2 separate regions of the Ovis aries genome follow, and region 2 is linked to region 1. A link is a contact called in public Hi-C data. All regions are on one chromosome and are shown on one strand. The core of a region is the stretch at or near the end of the contact, and the rest is flanking DNA. Distances in the headings are between cores, read along the strand shown. Region 1 overlaps ARHGAP42 (Rho GTPase activating protein 42). Region 2 has its middle 150 kb from the start of ARHGAP42.

What was found. A called contact is a pair of places that touch in the nucleus more often than the background predicts.
Region 2: a Hi-C map of liver shows a contact between it and region 1, with 6 times the contacts expected there. The contact joins two enhancer-like sites. A contact is called at or near these places in 6 of 16 Hi-C or Micro-C datasets (hypothalamus, liver, mixed tissues and 2 more).

Annotation. Positions count from the first base shown.
Region 1 is chr15:7,822,957-7,828,130 of ARS-UI_Ramb_v3.0, forward strand. All of the region lies in intron 3 of ARHGAP42 (Rho GTPase activating protein 42), which reads right to left. Among named protein-coding and RNA genes, the nearest start is that of ARHGAP42, 180 kb to the right of the region's middle. Within about 2 kb of position 2,210, at least 3 of the 54 cell types and tissues checked have an H3K27ac peak or open chromatin away from gene starts, as enhancers often do. A contact at or near this core is called in liver, where this site is marked.
Region 2 is chr15:8,159,493-8,164,666 of ARS-UI_Ramb_v3.0, forward strand. No RefSeq gene overlaps it. Among named protein-coding and RNA genes, the nearest start is that of ARHGAP42, 150 kb to the left of the region's middle. Within about 2 kb of position 2,604, at least 2 of the 54 cell types and tissues checked have an H3K27ac peak or open chromatin away from gene starts, as enhancers often do. A contact at or near this core is called in liver, where this site is marked.

The DNA of each region.
Region 1 (5,174 bases), core at 960-3,459:
AAAGGTAGGCCCAGTTAACAAAATTACCATTCATTCTACCGCTGTGATAATACTATGACCTACTACATAGTTAGCAAACGCTAAGATGAAGAGAAAAATCTATTTTTTCAAATTAGTCACTATTTTAAATAGGTTAAAACATATACAGGAGCTCCTTATATTATTCTTATAATTTCAAATAAGTTTGACATTATATCACAATTTTAAAATTTCAAAAAATGGGTTTTACTTTCTATTATTTTCACTAAACTGGTTATTCTCCAGTCAAGCTGTATTTCTTAAATTCCATAATCTACCTAACACACAAAGACAGTAACCACAAAAATAAAAACTAAATAATGCTTCCCATGATTCTGTCATTTTCCAATTGTAGGAAAATGAGATGACCTCTTGAAAAAAGTACCTAAAATCCTCTATTGTGAAAACATACAAAGTAGATCAATACTCAAAATCCTTCCCAAGACATTGAGAGCCAGCACAGATACCTCTGCCATCAGTCACCTACAGCCCTTTTTGTGAGCTCGGACAGGCATTCATCCAGATACACTGGGCAGGCATTTTACTACAGAAAGATGACTGGGAACAGTAGCAAAGTAGCTCACTTTTAATTCTCACCCTCTAAATCCTCTTTGCCCTAGTGAAACTCCAAATACATTGAAACACATACATATATATTTCTCCAGATGTTACAGAGGTATTAAATAACGGATTCTGCCTTTAAAGTTCACATAAGGAAAGACAGCGTCATGGACACTTTAGTGTAATTTGGAAAAATAGCAACAATAAAGGCCAACAGTTACCGAATGTTTGCTTTATGCTGGAAACCAGCATGACCTAATGTATTTAAAGGCAATGATTTTAAACAAAGAGATAGTTCTCAAGTGGTGAAAACTCAAACAATGAGGCTGAATGAGAAGATAGGCAGCACAAGTCTTAAGTACATGTATTTAAAATCAAGAACGGCTGATTTCAACACAGTTCCATAGCTTATGAATCGCTATTTAAACATTCTGATCACCAGCTGTATCACCTAACAACTTGATTTTAAGGATGAAGATAATGAATGTGAAACACTTAGTTCAGTGCCTTACATCCGGAAAGTACTCAAAACTTACAGCTTTTAATATCTCCAAATAAACATATATGACATATATCCATCTGTAATGATATACCTGATACACCTGCATATCCAATTCTTCTATACTACCCTTTTGGTTGAAGGATATCTATGTGCACATTATGAGAAGGTATTTTCCTTTGACAGTGACAAAAGACAGATGGCCTAGACACTCCCACATTCAATCACTAGGTGCTTATATATGTGCGGAGCACACTATTGAGCTACATGGGGAAGGGAAAAAAAACTAAGGCATGAAAGTTGATGCCTACTTGTGAAAAGGGGGAAAAAATATTCACTCAACAAGTATTTAATGTCATAAAGTCCTGCTAAAGTTTTCGGAAAATTTGAGACAAAACTGATCACAGTACACTGAGAATAGTTACATGATTAACTATGCAGAATTCATCCCAAACACATCAGAATTTTGACAACGGAAAAGATCCATGAGAACTAAATAAGTCAAGGTGGTATTTGGATAGTGAACAGGAAGTATTGGATAGAGGTAAACAGGAAGTGGATATGAACTGGATACACCAAAGAGAAAAAAATATCCTAGGAACAGGCATCACCATAAAAAAGGCAAGAGACAATTACGCAAATATGAGGCGGGGGTGGGGGGGTGGTGCGGGAGGGGTTCAGCACAGGGAAAAATAGAAGCATTTACTACACGCTCATTAACAGTCCATCCTGACTGTGAGTGCCAACCAAGTTACAGGCCTTCAGTTACCTTTTTAAAAATGGAAATGGCACAGTGCATACAAAGTATGTTGAAAAGTTTTGGCACACGGCAGGTTCCATGTGTTATTAGCTACTGACATTATCTAACTGGAGAAAAGTGTGTAATTACTATTAGGAAATTTAACTGCAATAAGGAAAGAATACCCATAATCTAAGCAAAGTTACCTGAATATGGAATCACTGCTGGTTTCTAAAGAGAAGATTAATGTAAAAACTTGTTCTAGGAAGTAATATGCAGGATACTTTGAGAATGAAGAGATAAGGACAAGATATGCCAGGTGAATGGCTGGGAGAAGAACACAAGTTTGAAGAGACAACTAGGTCAGAGGCCTGTGGTGTTGACAGACGGGTAGCATGGAACTGCAGAGGCGGAGGAATCAAAGGTGACACCAAGTTTTCAGCCTCAGGCACTGGAACTCCAGCATAGCTTTAAGAACTAGGGTAAATGAGGCAGGGAGCATGTCTGGTAGAGAAAGAGTAATGACAACGAATTTCACTTTGGACCTATTACTTTTGATACCATGAAAGATTCACGGAAATATCATAGCACAGTATCCCACTTCAAAACATGGAACTAGTCAATACGGATGAAATGTTTTTTAATTGGGAAAAGACCAGACAAAAGAGTGGATGGCGGATCCATATGCTAAGACGCTAGCACTCACATTCATACCCAATCGTTTAAATCTCTGCCACAACTATTCTCTGGCTGTTATGTAAATATGGCCTGGGAATGAAACAAAACGTGAGAATATAAACTTGAGCCAAATGTGATAATTAACAACCACCCAGTGGGGCAAGCATTACTTCCTATCTCTAGTTTGTCCATATTTCTTCATCTCTTTCTTTTGTTTTGGATTTGCTCAATTTTTTTCTTTCTTCCCCCTGCTCTCATTCTATTAATGTGAAACTTAGGGAATAAAAACATAAGTTCCAGAGGTACTAAACAGGAAAAAAAAAAAAAAAAAGAAGGGGAAGAAAAACATCCAATGGAGTGATAGAGATAACAAGAGATATGATTTGTTGAGTGTTTAATGCATGCCAAGTACTATGCTAAGCCCTTCACAATATCTAGATTAAAGTTGATTTCATATGAGTAATGAAGTTCAAAACCTAACAATCATCTGGAATATATTAAGAATGTGAATGCTGAAGTTAGACCCTGTTCCATTTCGGATCTCAGCACCTAACCTGCTAAGACTCAATGCCTTCATCTCTGTATCTCTTAAGAATTTCATAAAAATCAAAGGAAAAATACACATATTTTAAAAATCACAAGCATAGATTCGGCATATGGCAGGCTTTCAATAAATGTTTGTTTCATCACAGAATTCACAGTGTCAACTACTGAGTTCAGAGCCATCCTCAGCGGTCTGAGAATTTCCAAGATGATTTAAAAGGTAGTTATTCAAGAGGGAGAAATTGAAATCCAAATAAATTTAACAGAAACTTTTTCAGAGTACCTATCTGCAGTGGTAGATAACAGGAACCTACATTTTTCCATAAACCATAATAACATATGTGTGGCTTTACATCTGACATATGATGCTTCTCTTGTATGCAGTCAATGGGCTGCTGTTCACAATATGTGAATCTAAATTCAAGAGATCAAAATAGGAATGCCAACACTCAAAGGGCGCAAAGTGGATTTACAACCCAACTGTCTGCTCCTGACTCTCAGCTTTGAACACCCCCTACGGGACGAATGCCTTTTATCCCAACACACTGGTCGATCACATGGATGAAATTCTCCAATTCTGATGTAATCCACGTGTGAAGTAAAGAAGGTATTTAAAATTTAGGTAGGTTTAAAAGGGTTACTGTTACAACTGAAAAATAATGGAAAATAACATACAAAATGCTAAGAAACCATAATTAAAAATCTGAATCTGGGGTACAACACTGGTGACTTTATCAAGATTTAAAAAGCAATCTAGAGAAATGAAATTCTGGCTCACATGGAACTCTTTCTCCTCAAATTTACACAGGGGGCTTGATAAAACTCCTTCCAAAAGGTAATACTAGAGGATGGGGTGGGGGGTAGGGCATGGAACCAAGTCACAGAGTTCAGGAAATTCAAACTTCCATAATATTTCTGGAATGTGTTACTTTGTATGACCTCATTAAGAGGCTTTAGGAAAAATTCAAATGCAATTTTAATGCTCTCTCTAGATATTGATAAGATAAATTTTTGAAAAGTTCATATTTCAGTAATTAAGGGTTAACTATTTTATAATTTTTAACCATTATCTAAACCTTGGTTTTAAAAAACTTATTTTTGTAAGTACTGGTCCATTTTTAAATTCAAAAATAATCACAGCTTTTTCGCTTATTTTCTGTATCAGAGAAGCAAATCTAATATTGGGTAATAAGACATTACAATACTGCATTTACTGGGTAGACACACTTTGACCGTGGGCGTACTACATTAAACCAGGCAATTCAGCTTCCTGTTGCTTTTCTTTTGCTATTTCAAGTGATTCTAATAAACAGCCACAAGGGAGTGCTCATAAATCACTCAAAAGTAATGGCTAGAAAATGTTTTTATGTGGTTAGAAGAATCATTATCCAAACATGTTTGGGTTGTTTTTTTTTTTTGTCTCCAAGTACACATGAATTATAATTTTCTACAGACCATGAATTTTTAAGAGCTATCCTATAGGAATTTTCAATGCTTGTTTTCCACTGCAGAGACTCTTACCATAACTTGTCTGTCTAAGGAAGTGAATAGTGATGGAATAAAATAAATCTGAAAAGTAATTCTTCTTACACTTTTACTTTCTCTTCCCCTTCGAGGTCTTGGTTAAACTTGACTGTTGTTGGTACCAGTCACAGCTCATCACAAATCAAAGATTACCGTATCCCACCAGGATGTAAGAGAAGATAATTCTCTACCTCTACAAGCTCTAAAAGACTGCAGAGCTTTGAAGAGATTGGGGCTTCCCTGGTAGCTCAGATGGTAAAGAATCTGCCTGCCATGCAGGGGACCTGGGTTCAGTCCCTGGGTTAGGAAGATCCCCTGAAGAAGGAACTGGCAATCCACTTCAGTATACTTATCTAGAGAATTCCATGGACAGAGGAGCCTGGCAGGCTATGGTCCATGGAGTCTCAAAGAGTGGGACATGACTGAACAACTAATGCTTTTGAAGAGATTTAATGATTTTCTGCTATCAACTGTTTGAGAAGGCTACAAAGAACAAGCTATCTATAGAAATAAAGCATGGATGATGTAGCTCACTGCAAAAACAACTTCGTGTTGAGATGGCTATTATAATCAAATCCACACAAAGTGAAAATATTACAAAGGTACGTATAT
Region 2 (5,174 bases), core at 1,354-3,853, 340 kb after region 1:
TTGTTGGGTGAAATACGCTAAAAGCGATTACCTACCAGAGATCTGTGATAATAATTGAGACCAGTCTTATCTAGCTAATTCTGCATTCATTTCTAGATGTTTAATTGCTTGTAATTGTGTACCAACTTTTAAAATGTAGGCAGGTGTGGTCGAAAATGCAATTTGATGCATTATTGCCATTATTATACTTGGCACTTGCAAATTTAATTCTACAGAATTAACTGTTCCACTGTACTGAAAAGAAAAGGAAGTGTTTTAATTCAACATTTTAGTAGGAAGTGCATGCATATTTACTAACTTTATTATAAGAGTACCATCAAACAAGTTTTGAATATCTATGCTGCAAAACAACAATTAGTTTTTTTGGTGGAACATGTAGTCTTATTTTTGGCTTATTTTACTCACGACATTAAGTTGTACTTAGCTCAGTTTTCAGATGCCCTCTAGTGGTGATAAATAGTAAGTAGATAATAAAGGGGGTGAAAATGAGTTTATCTGGTAGTGGCCCTTTAACAGTCAGTAAATACATCTGTTCTGACATTATATAGATTAAATATAATAAAAAGGTAGAATATTTGCTTTGTCTTCCCAGGTTAAGGTAATAACTTTAAAAATATCTCATAGTATTAAAAGATACTAGTAAAAGAATACACACATATAATTGATAAATAAGAGAGTAAAGAAAAAAATGTGTGTGTATTTAGGATCTGGTTCAAGAGAGAGAAAAGAAAAACATTCAATATTTGCTTTAAAAGACCACTGTCTTTCCACGATGCCATACTACAGTCAGCCCTCCATAACTGCAGTTTCCCCATCTATGGATTTTGATCTGCAGTGTTGAACTTGCAGGTATTGACAGCCAACTGTCCTTTGTCATTTTATATAAGGGACTTGAGTATCTGTGGATTTTGGTATCCGTGGGGGAAGGTATGTGTGTGTGTGTGTGCCCTGGAGTCAGTCCTTCTTAGTTATCTAGGGTCAACTGTATCTACCAGGAAGGAAAACAAGAAAACCCATGCCCATGTGAATAAAATCAACCCTTAGCCTCATTAACAAACATTCTCTAGCCAGCTGATAAAAGCAATAGGTTTTAGTAAGGGGAAAAAAAGAGCAAGTTTTCATAATACCTTGTACATAGTGAGCACTCAATAAATAATGTTACTTGCTTTGTACTTGGTAGAAAATCTTGTGCTAATACATCTTGATTTTTTGAATCCTTTAAAAGATATCCTGGGGAAATAAGAATTCTATCATGGAGAAAATTTAATACTCTCTGCTTTTACATTAAATTAGTTTGAACCATCCCCAGGGGAAATTTTTATTTACATTTTGAAAACAGAAACAAGATAACTTTTTAAATGTCCACAGTTATAAAACTCACGCAGTGTTTCTTTCAGTATCATGTCCCACAACTCCATCAGTTTAGACCGCTCATGACTCAGAAAGAGTTTATTATTTTTCAGTGTATTGGAAATGGGTATGAAACGCTGTTATCTTAAATTCGTATAGGACCAAATTGTATTTCTATCATCAAATGGAGTCTGATGAGCATTTCCACTTCATAAGGAGACAAAGTAGTTCTGCAGCATTCGGAAATGCACAGTAGCAATTCACCATGTTTTCCCCACAAGATGTCACTATGGTACCTATGAAATATAATCACAGATTATTTATCAGTCTGTTAACTTTGTATTTAAAAAACAATCAGAAAAGACCTGAGCACAGACTTATGACCTTCAAATTAAGCATGCACAGGAAATTACTGAATTCATAGATATCCAATATCTACCATACGACAGCAAACATACTTATTTGGATACATATTGAAACATTAACTATACGGATCAAAAGAGAAGTATAAAACTGATAATATAAAAAAGATTGTACACCAGATTATCCATTCTTTGACAAATATTCTGAAAGTACCTGACGTGTCACTCACTCTGTGACTCTTCTCACCAAGTATGTGATACAGGCATGGCTGCTCACAGATTGAGTTCACACTTTACTGTGTGTGTGGTAGTTATAGGTGGAATACCAGGTGATTTCTGAGTGATGAACAGCTGGCAAATTCACGTCTGTCCTTTGTTTCTGCTTTAAATGAGCTAGAGGTTAAGAGCCAAGAAGTCAGAGCAGAGTTCAAAATCGAGCTCAACCAACCATACAACCTCTGCCCAGTTAATTAACCTCCTGAGTCTGCTTTCTTATTTATAAAATGGGCATAGCAATATCTATCTCATTGCCGTTGCTGTGAGAGTAAATGGAGACAATGTAACGCACCTGGCACAGAAGGGATTACTTAATAAGTAATAGTAGTAATTATTAATTTCAAGAGGAAGTGTTAATGAGAATCACATTTTATGCTTTGATCACAGGCCTTAGCATATGAAAGCCCTGAGTTTTAGTCACAGACGTGGAATGCTTATGTAATAAAATTCAAGCAGATCTATAAAAATTTAAACACTCGCAATAACCGATATTCCATAATGGCCTCTAATCAAAGCTTTGTTTGCTAAACCCAACCATTTGTTTGAAGAGTAAACAGAGGTCCTGCCTGGCTTTTTGGAATGACTCTCTTCTGCTGGTGACAGTAATTGAAATTTGCCTTAATCTGGCAGCTGCACATAGTTAAACATCATTTGGCCAATTGTTAACGTGAACTGTAGGGTTCTCCTCGTCCTCTTGCGCAGGTCCCCCGGCGTAGCCTTGTGCTATTCTCCTTCCGTCCTCCCGAAGGCTCTGAGGACAGAGTGCACACGCGGCAGGCCTCCGCAGTGTCCAATCAGCTGCATCAGCTTCAGAAGTCCCCGCACAGACACTCTCACCAGCCGCTCAGCTGCCACACTTTAGACGAGGAATCTGGATGCTCGGAGGAGGAAATGACCGGCCGAAGGAATGCTGCTTCCAAATGTCCGAGCTTAGGCTGGAAGCTAAATGTCTCAGTGGCACCATATCTGGCTGCGGAGGACTCCTAATTCCACGGGAAGGAGAATTTCTTCCTCCACCTAAGTGCTATTAAAGACCCAGTCCAGGCTGGGATGGCAGGGTACTTGTCTTTCCAAAGCAGCCAAGTTTTACCAAGCTGTTTTACAAGACGTTTCAAGGGCCATAAAAATACATCTTTTTGTTTGATATCTCTTATTTATTTTTATTTTTCTCTAAATTAAAAGTTTTAAGTAAAATAATATCGCTAATCATTTCTGCCTGTGGGCCGCTCTGAGGTCCAGTTCCAAGTGGGGACTCAGCTGCATTAGAAGTATTTATATAGATTCCTACAGCAGTTAGGAGGACTGACAGCAGAACTTTGCTACTCAAAAGCATGGTCTGCTGGTTAGCAGTGTCCAGTATCACTTGGGAGATTGTTGAAAATGCAGAATCACAGCCCCCACCCCCCCTACCCCCCTCCCTAGATCTTTAGAACTGGAATCTGCTTTTTGACCAGGTTCCCAAGTAACTGATGCAGATAATCAGGTTTGAGGAGCACAGTCTATAGCCGTATATGACAGAGCCTCATGGAAACAGTGTTCTGTCCTTCCTGATGCTCTGGCTTGGCTGCCCAAGAGAAAAGCTTGTGATATCCTTGGCATGGTTATTGACACTTCTTTGAAACTCCACGAATGATACTTTTCTTCTCCTTTCTTAGAACTTTATTCACTCTACTTGTCTGACAAGGAGTTAGTTTAAAAAAAAGAAAAGGACAAAATATTTGGCTTCCTCTCTTGTCAAAGAAATATATATATTTTTTTCTTTAGAGGATATCTGGATGACATGTGGAAATAAGAAAATTATCTACTCTTAACTATCTTGGTATATTGCCTTTCATTAATGTATGCATATATATATGCACACACACACACATATATATACATGTATGATGTTTTGAAAAAGTAATACAGTCTTATTGTTAAAAAATTAAGAAAAGATATATGACAAATTATTTTGCCCATTTGTGCATGATATCTGTTCAGTTCTACCCCTAATCCCAATAGATAACCACTGATTAATTTTTGTGTATCCTTCAACAGATACTTTAAATACAGTCACGTAAATATGATGTGTATACGTTTTCCACTTTTATCACAAATGATAGCTTTGTTATGCATAGGTTTTTACATTTTATAAAGTACATTCCACATTATATTTACCATAAGCATTTCCCATGTTTTCACAGAGCTTTTCATAAACATTTGAAATGGTCTCACAGTAACTCATTGTTATATATTTGCAAAAATTGACTTAACTAGTAGGGGTGACTGTTGCACACTTGGATCCTTTCCACCCCCCACCCCCTATCTATTGCAGATAACTCTGTGATGAAATTGTCTGCGCATAGAGTTCCTCCCACCCACTGAATACTCGTGAGCTCTAGGGTAGACACACCCAACAGCTGCTGCTGAGAGCCCAGAGCAGCCCATACTCTTTTCTTTCCTCGGCTTTGTAGTTCAATTCCTTTTCAATTTTAGGGATTACTCTGTATCCTACTAATATAATCTCTCTTTTCTCTTAATATATGGGAATTTATAACTTGCAACAAATAAAGCGTAGCTAATACATAAAACAATGGGAAAGAGAGAGAAAATGACGCTTCCATCTGGCAAAGTGTTAATTTCGTATTGGATAGTAAAGGAATGGGATTGCTAATAAGGCAAGTAGAAATGAAAAACAAAGAGCAATCCAAACTCACCTAACCCTGAGGAAATGGCAAAGAAACAACCATGGGAAATGGACATCATAGAGGAGTCAGGTATAGGAGGAAAAAAGATTGGAAAAAGGGAAGCATTTCATAGAAAAGGTTTCTTAAAGTCTGGAGAACTCAAACAGCTGTGGAAACAAGTTGACAGGGAGAAATGCATGGTCTACTTCCCATCTCAGAAGCAACAGACTAGGAGAGTATCAAACAGAAGAAAGTCCTTGTCAGATGCTTCTGAAACTTATTTACTAACCAGAGCAAACTCATAGAATTATAGTTTATCTCCGGGCAAATACTATAGCAGGAGGCAGCCAACCACTGAAGTGTAAAGAGACAAAGTATTGGGATAAACATAGAGGAAAACACTAGTGTGGGATTGCTGGAGAATGCCCCTTCTTATGGTAAGGTAGGTGAGAACAGCAAGAGCCGAGGAATTCTGTCCTCAAGAGGGGGAGTGAAATCCAATCTACTCCTATCCAGTCCT